Linked DNA regions of Anser cygnoides: region 1 is linked to region 2. A link is a contact called in public Hi-C data. All regions are on one chromosome and are shown on one strand. The core of a region is the stretch at or near the end of the contact, and the rest is flanking DNA. Distances in the headings are between cores, read along the strand shown. Region 1 holds the start of CDC40 (cell division cycle 40). Region 2 holds the start of RPF2 (ribosome production factor 2 homolog).

Region 1 (5,196 bases), core at 370-2,869, 380 kb before region 2:
AAACTTTAAGTTTGTGAAATTGAGATGCTACGAGCGTTCTGACTGAAGGAAAGGCTGCAGCATGCAGTAAGACCTTATTAGATGTTGGATGATTCACAAAAGCACGAGCCTATAAATGTTTCAAACAGAGGGGGGAAAAATCCATTAGGGCTTACACTCATCTGTCAGATTTTTTTTTTTTTAAAAAAAAGGTAAGATGTTTTTCTATTTCTCAAGGAAATATTTTTAAATACTTATTGCTCTTTCACCTAGGCAAAGAAGGAAGACTTGGTAGCACTTGGTACATTCACCACCACGGGTAGAAACAAACCAGTGCCAAACAGCCCCTCTTACATGCGGGAACGCTGCAGAAAGCAGGACGTTTTCATCTTCCTTTGGCAGAAACTGAAGGAAAAGAGGCAAAGCGACCGCAAGGAGAAACAGGAGGGGGAAACCTGGAGTGAAAGAGAAGGCAGGTATCCCGATTCATCCATCTCCCACCCACTGTTGCAGGCTGGCGTCGTTCTGAGCCGGCAGCACCCTCACCCAACGTACAGCACAACGCTTCTAGAAGGCAGCGTTCAGTACTCAGCGAGAGGACCCTTTTTAACAAGCTGTATGTGCCGCTCTCGGCTTGTTTGGTGCTGATCGAGCCCTCCCCGAACCCGCAGATGCCCGGTCGCGAGCCGCCAAGCACAAACATGTTATCGTAGGAATAGAAGAGGAGGAATTACCGCTTGCTTCGACAAAACTCGATTTCGGAGGGGCCATGCGTGTTATCCTTCTACACTATTTTCCCTGGAATTAAAGCGGAGACAGGTCGGGGTTTCACACGCAGGGATGGTACCTGAGCGCTCGCTAAAAATCCACCTTCCCTGCGATTTAAGCGAACGGAAACTTTCCCCGGCGAGCCGCCACCTGCCTCCTCACGGCACCAGCGCGGCGGCTCGTGCAACCGGGGGCCGGTTCTGCGGGGCACGGACCCCCGCACCCAGCCCCGTGGCTGACAGGATCTCACCGCGGGCAGCCCCCCGGCCGCCTGCCCGCGACCCCCCGACGCGGCTGAGGCGCTCCCCGCCGGCTGGAGCACAACAAAGCCGCCCCCCACCCACCCCACAGCCACCCCCCGGCTGCCCCGGGCGGCACAAAGGCTGGCTGCGGGCGCCCCGGCCCCGAAGCCCTCACACAAAGGCGAGGCGTCGCCCCCCCCCCCCATCCCCTCAGCGCCCGCCCGCCCCCCCACTAACGGCACTTACCGGCTCGCGCCCCTCCCGCAGCCGTTGCCTTCAAACGGCCGCCGCCGCCATTCCGCGCGCGCGGAGCCCGGGCGCACGCCGAGGGGCGGGGGCGCGGAGGCTGCACAATGGGCGCGGGCACCGTGTGCGGGAGGGCGGGGGGGGGGAGGGGCCGGCGGCGGGGGGCGGTGCTGTTCGCGCGGACACCCCCGCTCCTCTCCGCTCCCCCCCCCCCCCCCCCCGCGGGGGACAGGTGGTACGGTCCGGCCCCCTCTCTCTCCTCTCCTCCCACCAGAGACAGAAAGGCGGGGCTCGCCATTGTGACGTAACAAAGCCGGCTCGCTGGCGGCCAATCGAAAGGAAGGGGCGCCGCATTGCATGCTGGGGCTTGTAGTCCCGCGCGGCGGTCCTGGAAGGTTAGACGCCACCAACAACAGAGAGAGGCGAAGCCCACCTCGAACGCCTTCAGAACCCACAAGACTCCGCGATTTATTCCTTAAAACGCATTTAGGGTTTTAATCAGCCACCTCGAGCCGCGCGGCCCCGCCCCGCTCACCCCGTGGGCAGATCCCCACGGCGAGAGCCCTGGGGCTGCCAGGACCTGCCCGTCCCGTCGCTCCCCGCGCCAAGATGTCGGCGGCTATCGCCGCGCTCGCCTCCTACGGCGGCTCCGACTCGGAGCCCGACTCGGAGGGTGAGTCCGAGCCCGGGGCCGGCCCCCGGCCCGCCGCCGTGCTGGCCAGCCGCGACGCCGTGCTGCACCTCCGCCCGCCGCCCGCCGCGCCCCCGGCGCTGCCCGTCGACTCGGCCCCGGAAGTGGCCGTGAAGGTACGGGGGAGCCGGGACCCCGGGGGGAGGGGGGGAGCGGTTGATTCGGCTCCGCTCGGGTCCGTTCGGCTCCGCTCGGGTCTGTTCGGGGCTGTTCGGCTGGGCTCGGCCACGTTCGGGTCCGTTCGGCTCTACTCGGCTCGGCTCGGCCCCGTTCGGCTCTACTCGGCTCGGGGCGCCCACCGCGGCCCCTGGGGGGCTCGGGGCGCTGAGGAGAAGCGGCGCCGGGCGCCCGCTGCTCTGTGCCCGCTCCGTGCCGCTGTGAGGGCTCGGGGTCGCTGCGTTCTCGCAAATAGGGAGCAGGGAATCTCCCCCTGCGTTGTCATTACCTAATTCATGTGCTGTCATTATTAATCATATATGCCCGTGCACGTTACGTCGTGTGCTCACACTACATAAGCCCCACCGCACTCCTTGAAGTCTGCAAATATCCCACTTCTTGACTTGCAGCACCTGGCGGACTGCCTTGTGCAGGCTTTGAAATAAATGCTAATTAACACCTTTAATATCTTTTGAACATGAATTATAGTAAATGGTAAATAGCACTGGCTGTGCTCTTTGTCCCTCCGAGGCTGTGGGAACAGGTCTTCCCTTTGCCACACCAGCACGAACGCTTGTGCAGTTCCTTTGTGGGTGACATCTGATCTGGATTGAAAACCAAAATACTGCTGGAGTTGTTTTCCTTGGATCAGCTCCTCTGAGCTGCACGAGTGCTGTGCCAGCGCTGTGAAACGCCCAGTGCCAGACTGGGACCCAGCAGCTGGAGGAAGGAGTGAGGTGTCAGTAGCACGTGCCATTCAAAGCTGTTCCCCAAACTATGCCCTGAAGGGGGTATCCACCAGCTCATCCAGGACTGTCTCTGCCACAAGCATTCTGCTAACCAAAACATAAAAGTATCAGTCTCACAGACACCATGCTTTCAACACCTTCTGTGTCTGTAAATGATAGCAGCCCACCAACCAGCAGGGAAAGCTTGCCAGTCACCCCCTCATGATTTCACTCTAATTTTTTATGATTAGAAAGCCCTTCCTGAACAAATGTAAAAGAAATGATGTTCAAATCACAATCATTCTGTAAGTATGAATTTAGAAAAAACAAGGAGTTGAGTGAGGAGAAAAGCAGAGTTACAGTTCATTAGTATCGCTTGTGCAAGTGCTGTTTTGACACGAATGAGGATCGAGTACTCCTAAGTGCAGGGATGTGTCATACACAAGGGACCAGAAATGCGTAAGAAAAGATGGTGGTAAGAGGGGAGGCTAGGTGGGTTGATCATGTAATATGAACGACAGCCACACACAAGTGCATTTCTGGAAATTGAGAATGTAAGTTTTATATATTTGGTGTTCTGCTCACCGATTATAAGCGTTGTATCTGTTGCTGATGAAGAGTTTTATCTTAACGTGCACAGACTTTAGATTTGAATGTACTTTAAAGAGGGGTAGGTTCCTCGCTCTCTTTATTAGCAGGGCATAATTCTTAGCTCATTCACCCACAACGTTTTGGGGTGTGTTTTTTTTTTTTTTTTAAGTTGGGCACCACAGTATAAGAAGGACACAGAACAATTAGATAGCGTCCAAAGGAGGGCTATGAAGATGGTGAAGGACCTGGAGGGCGAGATGTATGAGGAGCAGCTGAGGTCCCTTGGTTTGTTCAGCCCCGAGCAGAGCAGGCCGAGGGGAGGCCTCATGGCGGCTGCAGCTCCCTCACGAGGGGAGCGGAGGGGCAGGCACTGAGCTCTGCTCTCTGGGGACAGCGACAGGACCCGAGCTCAGCACTTCTGCTCAGCCAAATGCGGCACGAGAGGCCCTTCTTCAGGGAAGAGTCAGGTCCTGTGACTTCTGCAAAGGCCTGTGTTAGTTCATTGGCCTGTTGACATGAGTTCAGCTCGGGTCAGCTTCCCGCTGGCAGTTGCGTTTTCTGCACGGAGGCAGGCCCTGTTCTCATTTCGTGTCTGAGACACGGCAGGTTGCTCTGCTCACGGCAGAGGCAGATCTTCACAAAGCCAAGCTCTGCCTTCTGACTCCATGGCGACTGCGCTGGCGAAGCAGGCACCATCTGGGCACATTTTTTGGTGTTTCTTTTTCTTATGGATGTGTTTCGCTTTACGCAGCTTCATGGTGAGATTTAAGGCAGTTTGGATCAGAAGTAGGCACAGCCTTCTTGCAATGCCTCCTTTAAGGAGAAAGAGCCCACCTGAAGTAAGGTCAAAAGGCTTTCTGCTCTGTAAGAGCATCTCCCCATAGGATGGGGAGCTCCCAGACAATTATGGTGGCTCTGGTGAGCTGTGAACCTCTGTCTGCTTTGTGTCAGCATTGTGAACTTGAGGCACTAGGAGAGAATCAGCCACGGAGACCTCGTCCCCAGCATGGCATCCATCCATCTGTAATGTTGGACTGAGCAGGCTCTTCGTCTCTTCTGTTTTTAAAGCAATCAGTTCTGTGAACTGGGCTTCTTTAAAACGTTACAGTTAACACGGTGAGGGAAAACACAGAATATGTTTAACTGATGGCCACTTGGTGATCTTGGTGATGGCCACTTGGTGATTGAACCCATTTGGTATGGGTTAGGCATCCAGAAACTGGCTAAGAAAGGTGTCTGTGTTGTTTTTTCTATGGATAGTGAATTAGGTAAATTAAGAATGTAATGTGAAACAGTCAAATACAGAGGCTCATTTCCTTGGTGTTTACCACCAGTGTGTTATGAATGTTAGTTCAGTGTCTTAGTAACACTGGCTTTGATTTGAATGTAGAGTTCAGCTTACAATTCAAGACCTATAGCAGTTCCCTTTTTTCACTCTAAATCCCTTATTTTAGTTTTCTCTCTAAGTTATGTTTTGCTAGACTTTGCCAAAAGCAATTATAATTTTTTCATACAGCTTCTACTGATACAAAAAAATCAACCTTAAGGTTGCTCACAAACCTGTGAATTAAACTTAGTGAATTAAAAATGCCGAAGGAAATTTAGGAAATGGAACATACTGTGAAGAAACCAGATTCGCATGACGTGTTGCAGCTACAACTGTTGCTTTGGGAGAGAGTATTTATTCTTTGTCTGTTCAGGGTGAGACTTGGATGGGAGCAGATGGTCCCTTATTCATCTACAGTGTCTCATTCACTGTTTTTGAGGACAGGATAATCAACTGGACTGGGCTAGT
Region 2 (4,971 bases), core at 785-3,284:
TGCTGTTAAGACTTCACTTCTTTAGTCACTAATATCAGTTTTCCTTCTTTGCATCAGATGGTGTGGAGTGGTTACAGATCAAGGACAGAGACTTCTCCTACAGCAGGCCTAATATGATTTGTAGCTTTCTGCATGAAAAGGAAGATTCTGATGAGTCAGCTCAGGCCCAAGACAAACTAGCTGAAGAGTCGGAGGGAGAGGTGAGTGACAAAGGAAATTCTGACACGAACTGTGATCAGGCCCAAGACAAACTAGCTGAAGAATCAGAGGGAGAGGTGAGTGACAAAGGAAATTCTGACACGAACTGCGATCTGGGAAAGCAGCACGGCTTGGAAGTAGATGCCTCTCCTCTTCCTCTGCCTCATAGTCCTGCTCCTGAGGCAAAGGGTTCTCCTTCTGGAAGCGTTGCCTTAGATGATACCCCTCCGTGATGTCAGCTCTCATCTCTTCAGGATTTCTTCGTGGAATTAAATGGGCCAGCTTTTGAAGACCAAATGTATATGCTATGACATGATTTCCAATTTATCTGAGCAATTAGCGGGGGAAAAACTGACGTGTTCTTGTGCATTCCTTTTGTGTTCGGAGTTGAGTGGGGAGAGGTGTAGTGCTTCGTTTGTTTTTAAATGCCAATTGGAAATGTGTGTATCTCTACCTCAAATTGAAGAAGAGGAAACAGCTACATAATTAAATGCCTTTGAAAAACATTGATGTATTGTACTGTTTGGGATGCTTTGTAAAAAGGGGAAAAAAAAAAACATTGTTGAAAGTCCTGAAACTCAGGTATAGCTTCACCTTGTCACAGCTGCCTACTGTGTGTGTTCTTGTACTGCACTGACTGAAAGAAAAATTCAAATAAAGGTGGCTTTCATAAGGTTTGATAAAATCACTGGTGTTTGGTTACTTGTTAAACTACTTGTTAAACTTACTTTGCTTTTCCTTTACTTTGCTTTTCCTCTAGCATCTTTTGTTTCCCTGACTCATCTGAGAAATATTTCCTGTAGGAAGGGACTTCAGGAGGTCTCTAGGTTGGCTTCTTCCTTAAAATAGGGTCAGTGCTGAGTTCAGGCCAAGTTGCTCAGGGCTCTGTCTAGTCAGGTCTTGGGAACCCCTGGGCGCTAGTCAGCGGCTGACATCTAGGGCATAACAAGGCACCCGCCACACTTCCCTTCTCCATTTTCTGTATTGACATAATGTGTTACATAAAAGGAATCTGTTTTTCTCCCACCCCAAAAAACTTACGGGCTCTGGTCTTTTCATATTTTTCTGAAGGTTTTTGTGCCTACACTCTGTAACTGCATCGGTGGTTCCTAAAGTGAGCCACCTGACTGTATGGTGGTACCCAGCTAGTCTGTGGGTTGATAGTGCATACTAACACAATTTATATTGCTTATTGTACTTTCATGTAAAAAACGAATGTGTGGTGCATTCATGACTTTTTTTTTAAACCCAGCATTTTTAAGTGCTACTGATTTCACCCCAAAAAGCCGAACATGTTGGCTATTTGGAGTACAGCTCAAAATTGAAAGGGGGGAGGGGGGCTTAAACTAAAAAGGGTACTGGGTAGATGTGGTATCTGAACACAGAACTACGGCAGTCATCATCCTCGTGGGGTTATCTTATACTGTTTGTGCCCGTGTGCATGGATACCCGACATCACTACAGCCAGCTGCCCTGTCTGACATTAAGCACTGCGTGACAGTTGTCAGTGTGTGCAGCGTGCTGACTACTGATAAAACAAGCATTCGGTTTTGGTATTTGCACTGAAAAAAAAAAATACCTAAAAACCTTTGGAATATATTTGGAGGCAACCTGCCCTAGGGCAGGGGAGTACAGAAAGCGGAGCCGTTTCGTTTCAGGAAGGGTACGAGGTGATTTTGAATTAGTTGTAGGTGGGCAGGGGAAGATTTTTCTGCTTAATGTCTGAGCATTTTATTGGCGAAGCGTCCCCTCTTGAGGGTATTTGGTGCGCTGCTGACAAAGTGCTTTCTGTTAGGGGTGTTCTGGCTTTCTTGTGCCTTCAGCTCACAACCGCGTGCGCGCCCGAGGAGCGGAGCCCTCGGCCCGCGGGAGCGGCGGGGAGCAGCACCACCAGCCGGCTGGAGGCCGCCTGCTCGCTGCCGCTCTCCCTGCGGTGGATGTGACGTGCTAAGGCCGAGCCGGCGGCGAGGAGCGACCGCGAGGCCGCGATGGACGCGCTGGAGCGGGTGGTGTGAGTGCGGGGCTCCGGGCAGGGGCTGCCCGCTGCCGAGCGCGGCCTCCCCGCCGCCTCCCCTGCCGTCCTCCCCCGGCGAGGGGCAGGCAAGGCTCGGAAAAGCCCGGGGCTGGGCTCGGGAGGGAGTTACCCGCGCGGGGCCCTGATCTGGTCGTGTCTCCTTACAGGAAGCCCAAAACCAAGAGGGCGAAGAGGTTTCTGGAGAAGAGAGAACCCAAGCTTACGGAAAACACGAAAAATGCCATGCTTATAAAAGGGGGAAATGCAAACTTAACGGTGACGGAAGTGCTCAAAGACATTGTAAGTTGTTGGGTGCGTGCATGCGGTATTTCATTGTATCGCCTGTCGCACTATACTGACGTACCTTCCCTTTGCTTTTCCTTACAATTCACGTGTTGTATGCTGCAATATCAACATTTTCTTGCTCTCCTATTCTCTAGATCTCAGATTGTGACCAGTACTCCAGAGATGTCATTACCTCCCCATCAAATGATGTTTTCTTTTTTTTTCTATTTCCTTTCACTTTGGCAGAAGCTTTCAGCTTATTCTCTTCCTTATTATTTTTCCGTATAGGGGGTGAAGCATTGCAAGTGCATTTAAAAACAAGAGGACTGGGTACAGAATTGGGACTGGATCATGCAGCTGAAATCATGTCTCAGGATCTTATAAACCTCTTCTGTTTGTTAAAGCAGAGCATTCAGCCAAAACTTGCCAATCCAGTCCTCCAACTCTGTACCTGAGAATATTGTAGTTGCACTTGTGCTATTTTTTCTCCTTGCTTTGTCCTTTTAACATTTTATGCTAATGATCATAGGGTGGCTGTTCACTCACTGTTTTTTCTCAAGCAAGCAGAGAGATTCTATTACGTGGCTTTGATTTCAGCTGTTCCTTAGCTTATTTCTCAGTTTCAAGAAATAAATCCATCCCCAATTAATTGAGAGCCGAGATTAGGATTACTGACCTGGAGGGTTTTATTGTGAGCAGGCTTTTTGAGGCGACTTCTTTTCTGCATTGTTTTGCACAAACAATTATTGTACTTCATGTGGTTGTGTAAGTTGTAGGGTTTTAGAAAGAGCAGTTCTGTGCCTGTAGGTGTATTTGATATAATGCATGTTTAACTTTGTCTCTTGCAGTATGCTGTGAAGAAACCTTTTGCTGTACTGTATAAAAAGTAAGTGGTCACGTACAAGACAGCATTTGGTCATTTCCAACCATGAAGAGAGATGCTGGCTAGCATGGAGGCTTGAACAATGGAAGGGGTCACAGAAGGTGGCAGAGATTCATCTTAAATTTTAGTAGACTGGAAACAAGCAACAAGTGATCGGTGTTGATGTTGAGCTCGGTTCTGTGCCAAGTGTTACAGAGCAGTTATAGCAAACTTGAGCGGTTGGCTTCTGCGATTCTGCTCTGTGCAGCCAGCTAGCGAGGTTCTGTGTCAGGTGGGTAGGCTGGGCCGGTTATGGTGATAGGTTGGGCTTGCTCAAAATGGGAACCCGGTGTCCGTATAGATGTAGTGCAGAAGCATTAATAACAGCAGCTAAACTGAACGTGGGATGAACAGGCAAAGCCAGTTGTCTGTGAAGTGCCGGTGGCATAGTTGTCAGTGGCACAGGAGGCCCCAGGGAAGCTGCAAAGGCTTACTGAAAATGTCAACAGGCAGTGCCAAGGAAGGAACACCTGGCAGTATTAACACTGCTTTTGGTAGGAGCTGAAACTGAACTTCTAATGCTGGGGTTTCCAGCAGAATGCAGAATCTTAGCGTTATTAGAAGATTAACTAAAGTGCTCATCTCAGCTTTTACTATTTTTTTAATCTTTTTTTTTTCCTTGCCGCCTCTCAGGAAAAATATTACCAGGCCTTTTGAGGATCAGACGTCATTGGTAAGTATAAGCCATGTCTTTTCTTATGAGTTTTTGTAGCTGTAAATTTATTTATAACTTTATTGGAGGATAATTTTCTTTCAGTCTGTAATAAATTAGATGAGAAACCAAGTCTTTAATAATTTTGGGTAAGCTGAAGGTAGGGTTACATCTACATTTATGGTGCCAGTAGGCATTTTATTCCTCTAGCTTCGAGACAGAATCCTGATATCGTGGGAATGTTTTTTGTCTAAAATGCATGTTTCTGTAAACTGACAGGCAAATTTAGGAGTGATGTAACAGTACTTCATATAAAAGAAAGGTGTTTATTTTGTCTTTCTAAAAGCCCGTCCTTTCAAGTGCCACAGCTTATGAACAACTTGTTTTCAATTTGGTGAATTCATAGGTTAAAGCAGTTACATGGAGGGGTCGTAGCTTTCTGTGACTTTTGACGATACTTGAATGGGGGAAGAAAAGCTCAGCAGAGTACCAAATACTTTCATACTTGCTCTGCTGATTCGATCTGAGCTGAGAGTTCTCTTCAGCATTCAGTAAAGAACTGTCAGAAATGTGAGCAATTTCACTTAAATTGTGAAATTTAAAAGTTGTGGCAGACTTGCAAATGTTCTTCAGGCAAAGAAAAATAGTTAAAGATGTATTATGTAAAAATAAATAATGAGGAATTATGAAAAAGGACATTACAGATGAAGTGGCAAGAAAAAATACCTAGCTTCATCTATAAGAAAGAGTGCTTTGGGAAATAAAAAAATAGATAAAAGGAAATTAGTTGTTATTTGAACATTGGATCCAGCTGTCAATTTTAGCTTATGGGGACTGAGACGTACGCTTTTCTGGTAAATACTATTGTTCTTCTCATTAAGCAGCTCCTAAACTCACATG

Evidence for each region. A called contact is a pair of places that touch in the nucleus more often than the background predicts.
Region 1: a contact with region 2 is called in a Hi-C map of liver, with 1.8 times the contacts expected there. The contact joins the promoter of CDC40 here to the promoter of RPF2 in region 2. A contact is called at or near these places in 2 of 7 Hi-C or Micro-C datasets (granulosa cells and liver).

The regions. Positions count from the first base shown.
Region 1 is chr3:73,115,131-73,120,326 of Taihu_goose_T2T_genome, reverse strand. CDC40 (cell division cycle 40) reads left to right here and starts at 1,619. Exons shown (of 15, transcript XM_066994431.1): 1 at 1,619-2,042. The coding sequence starts at 1,845. It overlaps WASF1 (WASP family member 1), which reads right to left and starts at 1,393. Exons shown (of 9, transcript XM_066994428.1): 1 at 1,236-1,393.
Region 2 is chr3:72,734,440-72,739,410 of Taihu_goose_T2T_genome, reverse strand. It overlaps RPF2 (ribosome production factor 2 homolog), which reads left to right and starts at 2,034. Exons shown (of 10, transcript XM_013175575.3): 1 at 2,034-2,209; 2 at 2,380-2,512; 3 at 3,346-3,383; 4 at 4,053-4,092. The coding sequence starts at 2,187. It overlaps GTF3C6 (general transcription factor IIIC subunit 6), which reads left to right. Exons shown (of 6, transcript XM_048081096.2): 6 at 58-706. The coding sequence ends at 431.